Regions from separate parts of the Mus musculus genome. Here all the other regions are linked to region 4. Evidence: chromatin contacts called from public HiChIP or PLAC-seq data. All regions are on one chromosome and are shown on one strand. The core of a region is the stretch at or near the end of the contact, and the rest is flanking DNA. Distances in the headings are between cores, read along the strand shown. Region 1 holds the start of Atxn10 (ataxin 10). Region 2 overlaps Gramd4 (GRAM domain containing 4). Region 3 overlaps Fbln1 (fibulin 1). Region 4 has its middle 21 kb from the start of D130051D11Rik.

Region 1 (2,700 bases), core at 189-2,688, 280 kb after region 4:
AGGGTGTCAGATCTCGTTACGGATGGTTGTGAGCCACCATACGGTTGCTGGGATTTGAACTCATGACCTTTGGAAGAGCAGTCGGTGCTCTTACCTGCTGAGCCATCTCTCCAGCCCGGGTTTATTTGTTTTTGAGATACAGAGGATGTCACAATGCTGACTGGTCCAGCCTCAAACTCAAGAGATCCACCTGCCTCTGCTTCCTGAATGCTGGAACTGCAGGGCTGAGCCACGTGACATGTCTGGCGGCTACCTATTTTTAGAAAACGTTCCTGTGACCACTGAGCCTACGTGCTTCCCCCACCCCCACCCCCACCGCGTTCTCTGCCCTTTGTCCACACTCTAGGCCTGCTTGTTATCTCTCTACAGGAGAGACCAAGGGCTCCGGGTCCTCTCCCAAGACTTGGTCCAGGGGAGACCATTACTGTTAAGAGAAAACACCAATGGTGTTTAGTACTAAGTGTCAGGCATGGCCTAAGGATGTAACACGCATCGTCTCATTAAACCCTCACTGTCAACTCAACCAAGGAGGTCCCAGCGAACCTTGTTTCCATTAAACAGACAAGGAAACTGCAGCGCAAACCATACCACAAAAATCCATCAGGAACTGACAGCCTCGCACACTTCTGTTTAAACACGTTTATTTCATCTCAGCACTGAAAACAACGCACCACAGCTCCCATTTTGTAAGGCTAGAAACAGAAGGGTTAGAGGCGATGCTGAGCAGATGTCACGAAGCCAGGCCAGCTCTGCAGGCTCCTGGACAGAACGCCCTCTAACCCAGAGGGAGAAGCGAGCCCGAACACGCCTCCCTTCCCTGGCCACCGCCCTCAGGGCCCCGCCAGAGGAGCCGAACCAACAGCTTCCCCGCCGCCGGCTTGGGGACCAGTGTCGCCATCGTCTGCCCCTCTTAGAGCCTGGCCAAACCCTCGTCCCAGAGCAGGCCTAGGCGAGCGCCACAGAGCCACAACCTGAGCGTGGGCCGAGCTGATGGAGCCCGCCGCCCCGCCTCGCTCGCCGCTGCCCAGCCCAGCCCAGTCAAGCCCAGCCCAGCCCAGAGCCCTCCATGGTTCCTCTTCCTCCTTCCTAGGTGGCAGCCCCCGCGCAGTTACCGGTTACGCTGCTCCTTGAAGAGCGCCGTGAGCGCGCGCAAGGCCTCCAGGTCCTGGATGGGTGCGGGCACCATGATGCCCGACAGCCGGGAGGGTGGCATCCTGGGCGCCGCCATCTTGCCACTCGCTCTGGGGCCGAGCCTGACCAGGCGGAGAGCAGAGCGAAGAGAAGTGGGGGAGACAGACGACAGGCGAGGAGATGGAGACGCGGTCTGCACGGCTCTGGCTTCCGCAGCCCGCGTCACCCAGATCCCGTGGTGCTGCAAGGCAGAGAGCGCGAGACTAGCTGGCTTGCCTCAGGCGAAGAGGACAAGGCGACGCGGCAGGGGGAGGGGGAGGGGGCGGGGCGGAAGTCCCGCCTGAGGGGAGGGGGCGCAGCGGAAGTCCTGCTCCTGCGTAGGGTGGGATGGGGGAGGTCTTCGGTCCCCACGGTGGGGAGACGTGGAGTAAAGACCCCGTCAGAGGACAGAATACTGAGATGAAGGGGTCGGGGTGGGGGGGGGGGGGTGGCCTGTAGAGTGTCCTAGAGAATGAGTGTCTTATCAGGGACAGATGCTTTCCATGAGCAAGGGCCACCATTGGTGGGGGTCCACTCATGCAGAGGTTTCCCTCTGGGGAAGAGATACCAGGCCGAAGCAGCGCCCCCAGAATAATGGATGTTGTCCCTAAGGAGACCTGGAAAGGAGGCCCCTGAGAGGAAGAGCAGGGATACAGGCCAGAGGTGTCACCATGGGAGGGGACCTGCAGAGGAGACTTACCCTCAGGGCATGTGTTGCTAGGCCAACCAGTTCTATTGCAGGAAAACCTGAAATGGAGACTCCAGGGGAGGGAATGCGAGGTTGAGGTGTTCCACTGAGGGAGACCTGAATCGGAGATTCCCACATAGGGAAAAGATGCTGGATACCTCAAGCCATGGAGGAAGACCTTGGATAGAGGCTCCTCATGGGAAGGGGACGCTGATCAAAAATGCCCCCTTGGGAAAGAAGTCTTTCCCAAGACTCCAGGAAGGAGGCTTCCCACAGAGAGAAGGCTGAGAAGAAGTACCTCCCTAAGAGGTGTATTCCTTTCTTGTTGCAATATCAAAATATGTGATAGAAGCAATTTTACAAAGGATAGGTTTCTTTTGGCTCACAGGTTGAGAGTACAGGCCCACGTGGTGGGGACTTGTGACACAGGGCTTTAGGCAGCTTGTCACATTGCATCTATTAAGCCAGAAAACAGACAGCTGGCTTTGACTTTTTTTTTTTTTAATCTAGACCATGGAATGCTATCACCCACACTGGGGGCAGATTTCCACACACTAACCTCATCTAGACAGTTCTTCACAAACATGCCCAGAGGGTTGTCTCTGGTGATTCTAGAACCTTGTCAATTAATACTATAGGGGACCCGGGGAAGAGAGTGGGTGCTTATCAGGAATATCCCCATATTGGGGCTGAAGAGCTTGCTCAGACATTAAGAGTACTCTATCTTCCAGGAGACCTGAGTTTATTTCCCAACATGTGTATGTAGGTATCCTAGATTTTTATTACTGTGAAGAGACACCATGACCAAGGCAACTCTTACAAAGAAATTATTTATTTGGGAT
Region 2 (2,700 bases), core at 67-2,566, 470 kb before region 4:
CAAAGCTACCAACCAACCCATCTCCCTAGACCAATAAGCATCCCCAGGGCCTAAGGTATTACCAAAAATCCTGTCTGTACGCTCCCCTCTGGCCACTGTCTCTGCAGTACCAGGTCTGGGATGTTGGCTCAGACCTGAGAGTGTCCAGGTCTGCCAAAGCTCTAGGGGCACCTGGGAGCCACCTCCTGCACCCTAGGTCCACACCATGGTCCTGTAACCTGGGCAACTGGGGGCCCTGAATGTTAAGCTGGCTGTGTTGTAGGAGATGCGTCACTGTGGGCAGGGGTTGAGATTTCAAAAGCCCGTAACATGTAGAGGTGGTGGTGCATGCCTTTTATCCCAGCACTTGGGATCTCTGTGAGTTCGAAGCCAGCCTGGTTTACATACTGAGTTCCAGGACAGACAGAGCTACATAGTGAGACCCTGTCTCAAAAAAAACAAAACACCTAAAACAAAACAACACACACACACACAAGCACACTATTCACAGTTAGCTCTCACTACCTAGGATCAAGACGTACGCTCTCAGCTCCTGCTTCAAGGCCATCCTGCCTGCCAGCTGCCATGTTCCCCCACCATGATGCTCATGAACCAACCCTCTAAAACCAGGAGCTCCAAATACAATGTTTTCTTTCATGAGTTCCTTTGATCATGGCGTTTGTCACAGAAAATAAAAAGTGGCTAAGACAGAATTATGCTTATGCTGCTTCTTGAGGATCAGGGATGAATCTTACCATCCTGTGCCTCCAGTACCAATGTAGGGACAGGGCCACGTCTGCAAATCCCCTAGCAGTGGGCAAACAGAAGCTAGGTTTGATCACCTTCTACTGGATTGGCCCCAGCCATGTGGTGAGGTGGCAGGGACAGCCTGAAGCCCGCAACCTTGGCTGTGTGATTTCAGTCACACGACTTCCCCATGCCCTCGGTTCTTCTGCTAGAAGATATAGTGAGTCCCTAACTTACATGGCTGTAGAGGGTGACCTGACCCAGCACCAGAAGGACCCCAGCACCAGTAGGGACAGTAAGTAGCAAAGACAAAGATCTACTTTCCAGGAGGAGACACAAGTATCTTTAGCTCCCCCCGTAAATCTCCGTCACAAAGCCACTGGGCACTACGGTGGCCCTCCCATCTAGCAGGGGATGGAAGAGAGAAGAGGTGGTTCTGAGACTATACTAAGTGTCTCCAGGAGCTTCCGAGCAGCCTTGGTAGGGGGGAGGGGAGGAGACACAGACCAGGCATCAGGACAGAGGGATTCTGACACTCAAAGTATAACTGTGTTTGAGGGCAGGGAGCAGGGGGCCATTTTAAGGAAGCAAAGCTTCTCCAGCCAGCCACAAGCCACCAAGGTCTTTGTCCCCTCCTGCAGGAAACCCTCTGCACTCTGTCACCGGGTCCCTCAGTAGCTCTTCAGGTTTAAGGCTGAAGTGAGTTCCTAGAGCCAACCAGTCCTGGCTGCCTCGAATATATTCAATCCCTGCCCACATGAAGGCCATCTCCAGGTGACCTGGCCTCTGTCCAGGCTCACTCCACAGAACCCCAGACAGATGCACCATGACTACAGCACACTTAGAGATCCCAGCACCTCCCCCAGGCCCCTACAGTTCCTGAAACAGAGAGAACCTCCTTCCTCGGACCTGCGGTGACCACAACCCTCACTGGCAATGTCAGCAAAGCAGTCACGGTTGGAATGTTGTTGACAAGCAGAGTCACTCCAGGACTTCTATCCTCAAGCCAGCAGGCCACCACCTCATTTGTTGGCCCCTTTCTTAATCGATGAGAAATGGAACAAGCTCTGCAACCACCCATCCCCATCCTACCCGCAACACATACCAGGTCTCCCTTAGTTCCGGTCACCACTGAGGGTTGCTACTGCTGATCTGACTGATAGTTGGGGGAAAATGAGGCCTGGGAAGGCAGGCAGGGTAAGAGGTAAGACAGCAGCAATACACATTGATTCCAACATACTCCAGAGCTCCGAGCCCAGCCGTCCTTCACAGTGTAATTTAGCCCGCAGGACCCTCTGCCTTTGAGACTGAGTGGGGAATCTAACAGAGTAGCCACACACAGCTTCATTTAAGAAAACGAAGCTTGCAGGGAAAACCCTGTATTCCAGCAGGTAACTGAGCAAAACCCTCTATTACATAAGTGACTGCTCAGCAACGAGAAACCCACGCAAGAACTCCTCACTGGCAAAGCACCCTTTCCCCAGCTCCAGCCATCCTCAGAGCAGCCAGGACGCATGGAACCCATGGGACATTGGCAAGGAGAAGCCCTCTGCAGTTCCCGGATACAACCTGTCTCCCTGCCATGGCCCCGGCCCACATTCCAGAAAGCACAATGTGGCACCATCCTTGATCTGAAAGCATGCAGCCTGCTGCGGGGACAGGGCTCCGCAGATGGTGCTACGGGAAGCCCGTTGGCCACGTGGGATGGGGGCCATCTAGTCCCTGTCCAACTGCCTGACACAATGCCAACAGGCATGGTTGTGTGCCAACAAGCATTTACAAAACCCAGCGGAAACAGGTAGCTATACATACCTTCCATCCTAGATCAATGCATCTGTGAAGAGAAAGAACTCCCACAAGAGTCCTGGGAGTTACTGACCCATTAAATGGTTGGACAGGCCGGCAAGAACCTCAGCCCCATGACCAGCACTAGGGCTCAGCTTTCGGAGGCCCAGGGAACACATTACACCCGTT
Region 3 (2,700 bases), core at 180-2,679, 380 kb after region 4:
GGTTTGGATGTGAGCTGTACCTTTGCAGTTATTATCCTCTGTGAGCTCATAGCCAGTCCCACAGCTGCTGTCCCGCTGGCAGCGGAAAGAGCCCACTGTATTGATGCAGGATTCTCCCAGCCGGCAGTTATGGCTGCCTGTGATGCATTCATTGATATCTAGAGAGATTAAGGCGATGCAGAAGTAACCAGCAAGAACAACCAAGCCTTAAGCTTGAGCAGAAGGAATGTCCCAGAAGCCATGGTGGATCTGGCTTCCTGCATTCATCAAGTTGCCCAATCAAACTGAGCTGAGTCTTGCTGTGGGCACATCTGGAGAGGGGCAGACACCAAATCAAGCTCTGTTAAGTTTCAGATCTCTTTGAGTAAGGGCCAGACCCTAGAATCATGGCGTCTACAAGACTCCCACAAAGGAGGTCGCATGCATCATCCCCATCTCTTAGACAACGGGAAAGGCAGAAAGAAAGATCTACCCAAGGCCTCACGGCAGATCCTGAACCCAGGTGAACCCCAATGCAGCCCTTTGCCCACACTGTATCTATAGTCTTCTAGAAGACAGCCTTGTCCAGGCAGCACGCAGGTCCCAGCTGTGTTCCAGGAATGGAACAAAGGTTGTGCCACGCAGGCCTGCTCAGCAGAGGCTCCGAAGCACAGGGGCTAGCTCTCAGATGTTACCTTCGCAGGAGACACCATCCGACTGCAGCTGGTAGCCCACAAAGCAAGAGCAGATCACCTCGTCCCCAGTGTCACGGCACTGCTGCTTACAGGGCCCGCCACCTGCAACCAGAGTCCATGGGAGCTAGTGAACAGACTGAGCGACCTTCAGAGACCCTTCCAGGATGCACGGACACAGAAAACAGGCTCCTTGCCACAGCCACGTGTGGTCCTTGGGACACTCCCAAGCCTCGGCTCTGAGCGTCTCCGGGGCCTCTGAAGGCAGCAGAGGTCTGACAAGTTAGGAACCTTGTGTTGCTTCTGTGGTTAGAGTGGACCTGGGGAGGCATACTGCTCGTGGTCAACAAGAGGCCTGGGGGGAACAGGCTCCACCTGGAGGCAGGGCTCTATCAGAGCCCATGTAACTCTCAAGGGTTTCCAGCTGCCCATTCCTGCTAGCTTGCCCATGTCCATGTCCGGTGCTGTGACAATTGTGGGTACAGCCTCTCCCTGCCTGGCACCTCCCCTGTGACTCACACGGGATACTTCGAGTGTAACCCCACTGGGATGATCTGTGTTTCCTTTGCCACAGCCTGGCTGGCTATCAGGGGCACGCAGGCCTTACAGCGATGGTGGCTAATGGATCCTCCTAAGTTGTCACACCGGCTGTCACTCTCGCAGAAATCATCTGTGGCCACCCAGAGAGGGCTCACTCCAAGCTTCCTGGGAACTCCTTATCTCCCTCTCCCCTCCCTCCTGGCCTCAGCGCAGGTTGACACTGAGTGCTGGCGCTATCACTTTGTGATTAAGCTGCCTGCATACCTAACACCCAGTCGCAGAGTGAACCCTTTGGGTGGAGCTGCAACAGAACGGTCAGGTTAGATGAGCCAGAATGTTCTTGAAGAAAAAGAATTTAGTTAGAAAAGGCTGCACTGCGTGGTCACTCTAACGTAAGTGCAAAGGTCTCCTAAGAGACCATGACTCTACAGGGACAAGCGGGGCTCCAGGGACACACAGATAAGAAATAGCTACTCTCCTGGGGCATCGCAGCCTTGGAGAAGTATCATCACCCACAGAGCCCAGGAGCTTGCTGGCACTGGAGTGCTCACACCAGTCCTGCCTCCATAAGCCACTGTCCCCGACAGATCCCCCCGGCTCTGAGCACTCAAGGGTGGAAGAAACAGGGAGCCCCAAGGGCCCCAAGAACAGAAGTACTTTCCAGCTGAGTCTTAGCAGAAGTCAACACTATCCCCTGGGCTTTCATAGCTACCTACCAAAGGACTCCCACAGATCCCAACATCTCACCTCGACAGCGGTCATTCAGGTACGGGTCTTCTTGGTCCTCCTCGTCAGGAATCTTAGCTAGGGGTAGAGAGATGACACAAGATGACACAAGCACCTGCTCCTCCTGTCAGGACCGGACACATCCGAGCACACCACACTCGTTCAACTTTGGTAAATGTACCCTCACATGAAGGGGCAGGTAAGCTCTCCCAACACACAGCCTGAATTAGTTATCGTAGTCGGTGAGTCTAAAGCTCAAGAGAGATGTGAATGAGGTAAAATTCCCAGCAAGCATAGTGCACGGATTGCCTGCAGCTTCTCAGGGCTTCCTGCACGACTCAGGAGCTCACAGTGTAAGAGAGCGGATGAAAGAACCAGGGGGTCGGGGCTGGAGAGATGGCTCAGCGGTTAAAAACACATCTTTCTTGCAGAGGACCTGGGTTCCGTTCCTAGCTCCCACACTTGGCTCACGGCCACCAGTAGTTCCAGTTCCTGGGGCTCCAATTCCCTCCTCTGTCCTCTAAGAGAACTCTTCTGACCATGGAGGGCACACGGTATACATATATGCAGGAAACACTCATACTCAGAAATATAAATTAAAAACAACAAGAAATTCCTATATCACAGAGCCATGGCCCTCAGGGCTTCAAGCACAGGTGGCTGTAGTCAATGGGGACAGGTAGAGCTGGCCAACAGAACTGCTTCTGTGGTCCCACAGCCCTCTGAGGAAGAGCCTGCCACCTGAACACAGATGCACCCAGCC
Region 4 (2,700 bases), core at 80-2,579:
GTCCAGTCCCTAACCCTTTGTATATCTTCCACACTCAACTGGCCTGAGTGTCATTTGGCTACATGTTCCCTGCTGAAATGAGATGACATAGGGTCAGCCTCTCTGTATCCCAGGAAGGCCTTAGTTACTCATAAACCAGCCTGCTGCTGAGACCCTTCTGTGAATGAGTCCCTACTTGTCCCCGTCTTCCTACAAGCTGGCCCCCGAAGCACAGGTGTCCACATACAAGCTGGGCTCTCTTGTGGGAGGGGATTCAAGCCGTCAGAAGAATGGCGCTCTAGCCAGTGCAGAATGTCTATCTGAGGGCAGCCGGGGTACAGTACTACAGGATGTTGGGAGTGCTGTCTTGGCGAAGGGTGCTTCCTTCCAGCTCAGGGTCAGGCCTGTTCTCTAGCACTCTGGCTGGCACTTCCAGCTCAGTTGGCTTGTGGCCAAAGCTGCATCTGTCCCAGTGGCAGCAAAAAGTGCATTTCCCACACTCTCTGCGACGCCCCTGGGGGTGGTGGAGGGACTCTTGGGTTGCTGTGGGGCTGCTTGCCCAGGGACTTAGACGGGCATCCTGCTGTTCTTAGTGCCCTGAAAACCCAGATGAGAGACCATGATGCCAGAGTACATATCTAGGGTGCTGCTGACCCTCTTCCTTCCCCCCTCCTCCAGCCTCCAGCCACAGTACCAGCTTGCACCCCAGAGGTTAAGAGCCCGGACACTGCAGGGTGTGGCAGCTCAACCCTGACTGGCCTAGTCTAAACCGATGTTCCGCCAAGGAGGCCCTTTGGCTGCCGCAAGCACCTAAACAGCCCTGCCTTTGTCCTAGTGGCCACAGGCACTGTTTGCTCTGTGCCCAGCTTGTTTTTCCCAGGCTGAGCTGGGCAGGCAGAGCCCGGGAGCCATGGAAACAGCACAGGCCACCTGTCTTGCCCAGCCCCGCTCTCTGCCCAGTTGCTTTCTCAGTCTCTTCAGACCTCCTGCTGTACTGGCCCTGTACCAGCTGCCCCTGTCCCGCCCCCTCACTAGCTAGGCTGGGTGCAGAGACAGCCAAGGGTTTCAGGGGCCCTGGGGTCACACAGATCCTGGGGTCAGCTCGGCCATCCTTAACACCCAGGCGGTTGTCTGCTTGCTGCCTGCAGGGAAGCCCTTTACCTAGCACCTCTGCCCTGCTCTGGCAGGACTTTCTGTGCACAGGAGGAAGGGTGTGGGCTCCCTCAAGAGCTCCTCAGCTGTCTTAAAACTGCTGGGGGGCTGGAGAGATGGAGCGACAGTTACGAGTTGTTCCAGAGGACCCAGGTTCAATTCTCAGCCCCTATGTGCTAGCTCACAATTGCCTTTGCCTCAGTTCCAGGGTATCTGGTGCCCTCTTCTGGTCACTATGGACACTGCACATCCATGATGCACAGATATAAATGCAGACAAAAATCAATCAATGAAACAAACAAACAAAAAGCCTTCTGCCCAGCCTCTGGTTTTCTCCTGTCCTTTTGGAATCTCCAATCATTCAATAAGATCAGTCTGACGCCCCAGGCTCAAAACATCTAATTCTTGTCCCCAACGACACTTCCTGCCTGCTGGTGTGTCCTAGGTTTTTCTCTAATAAGTAGCCAGAACAGCTCCGCATGTGATGGGCCTGACCTTGGACCTGTGTCCACAGGCTCCCTCAATGGGTCTCAGTGTAATCCGGACAGGGCCAGTTTCTTCTCTATTTATTTTCAGGGTGCATGGATATTCTCCAGGTAGGATTTGGGAAAAGATAGTGAGCCCGGGCAACTCTGTGGTTGGGTGGGTGGAGTTGGAGGACAGCGTTTCACTCCCTCTGGGGCAAGGTGAGAAGTGTGTGCTCATCTTAGGAGGGGTCCCCTGGCCCAGGCAGGGGAGGACCCACCGATGTGGCCCCAAAAGCACCAGTTTGTCAGTGCCTGTGTTCTCAGACGTCTTTTGGACGGGAAGCTTAATTGCTCCATTCTCCAGATGAGAAAATCAAGGCTCCAAGAGTGCTCTCTAATACTGTCACTGGGTCAACGGCTAGGGAGCTCTCCTGGTCACCTTTAGTGCATCCCCCCACCCCAAGCTGTCCTTACAGTTTCCCGATCATGTGGCTGATCAAGTCATCGAGAAGCCCAATGCTTCTGGACGGGTGCCATTTGACAGCAGGGTACATCTCAGTGTGCCTAATGCTTCTGTATTTTGCAGGAGGGGACATGGGCTGGAGAGGGTCAGGGCTTGGCAACTCTGCCCTTCATTTCTCCGGCCTCCCTCACGTCTGGCCATTTTGTTCCAGCTCTTGAAATATCTGCTCTGCCCTCCCGGAAGCTGCTGGCTTCAGGCAGGACCGTTCCTCCTATCTGCTCAGTCCAATTCAGTCTTGTCACCTCCCTGTAGCGGTCACTGGACAGAAACTGGGATGTGCTGTCCACCCTGGCTGGGCTCCTGGGTGGCCAGGAGGCTCTTGGAAAGCCCTCTTCATCCCCACTCATGGAACTCTTGCAGCTCTTTTCCGGAATGGCTTCCCGATGAGGTAATGCTTCTTGCAGACGGGAGGAGGTCCTGGAGAATGGCCGCCAGTGGCCTCCTTGCCTGGGCGACCTGCCCAAGGCACAAAATGAGCCCTTTTTGGTGGCTGAAAGGAAGACCAGGCCCTAGACTCCAGACCTTCATTCGTCACCCAGCCTTGAGCTGAGACTATCCTAGTCCTGGGCTGAGCCTGTA

Evidence for each region. HiChIP or PLAC-seq counts read pairs in DNA pulled down with a chosen protein or histone mark.
Region 1: an HNF4G HiChIP or PLAC-seq map of pancreatic cancer cells shows a contact between it and region 4. The contact joins the promoter of Atxn10 here to the enhancer-like site in region 4. A contact is called at or near these places in 4 of 115 datasets of contacts at active chromatin or transcription factors (bone marrow-derived macrophages, embryonic basal ganglia, large pre-B cells and 1 more).
Region 2: a FOXA1 HiChIP or PLAC-seq map of pancreatic cancer cells shows a contact between it and region 4. The contact joins two enhancer-like sites. A contact is called at or near these places in 1 of 484 Hi-C or Micro-C datasets (uterus) and 1 of 115 datasets of contacts at active chromatin or transcription factors (pancreatic cancer cells).
Region 3: a contact with region 4 is called in a FOXA1 HiChIP or PLAC-seq map of pancreatic cancer cells. The contact joins two enhancer-like sites. A contact is called at or near these places in 2 of 115 datasets of contacts at active chromatin or transcription factors (embryonic stem cells and pancreatic cancer cells) and 1 of 9 other capture datasets (embryonic stem cells).

Annotation. Positions count from the first base shown.
Region 1 is chr15:85,334,993-85,337,692 of GRCm38.p6, reverse strand. It overlaps Atxn10 (ataxin 10), which reads right to left and starts at 1,438. Exons shown (of 12, transcript NM_016843.4): 1 at 1,113-1,438. The coding sequence starts at 1,228.
Region 2 is chr15:86,082,372-86,085,071 of GRCm38.p6, reverse strand. The region is part of intron 1 of Gramd4 (GRAM domain containing 4); the gene reads right to left. Among named protein-coding and RNA genes, the nearest start is that of Gm15722, 7.6 kb to the left of the region's middle. Within about 2 kb of position 1,316, at least 58 of the 459 cell types and tissues checked have an H3K27ac peak or open chromatin away from gene starts, as enhancers often do. A contact at or near this core is called in pancreatic cancer cells, where this site is marked.
Region 3 is chr15:85,228,875-85,231,574 of GRCm38.p6, reverse strand. Fbln1 (fibulin 1) reads right to left here. Exons shown (of 17, transcript NM_010180.2): 5 at 1,959-2,015; 6 at 675-776; 7 at 21-158. Among named protein-coding and RNA genes, the nearest start is that of Fbln1, 24 kb to the right of the region's middle. Within about 2 kb of position 1,429, at least 65 of the 459 cell types and tissues checked have an H3K27ac peak or open chromatin away from gene starts, as enhancers often do. A contact at or near this core is called in pancreatic cancer cells, where this site is marked.
Region 4 is chr15:85,611,765-85,614,464 of GRCm38.p6, reverse strand. No RefSeq gene overlaps it. Among named protein-coding and RNA genes, the nearest start is that of D130051D11Rik, 21 kb to the left of the region's middle. Within about 2 kb of position 1,329, at least 118 of the 459 cell types and tissues checked have an H3K27ac peak or open chromatin away from gene starts, as enhancers often do. A contact at or near this core is called in embryonic basal ganglia and pancreatic cancer cells, where this site is marked.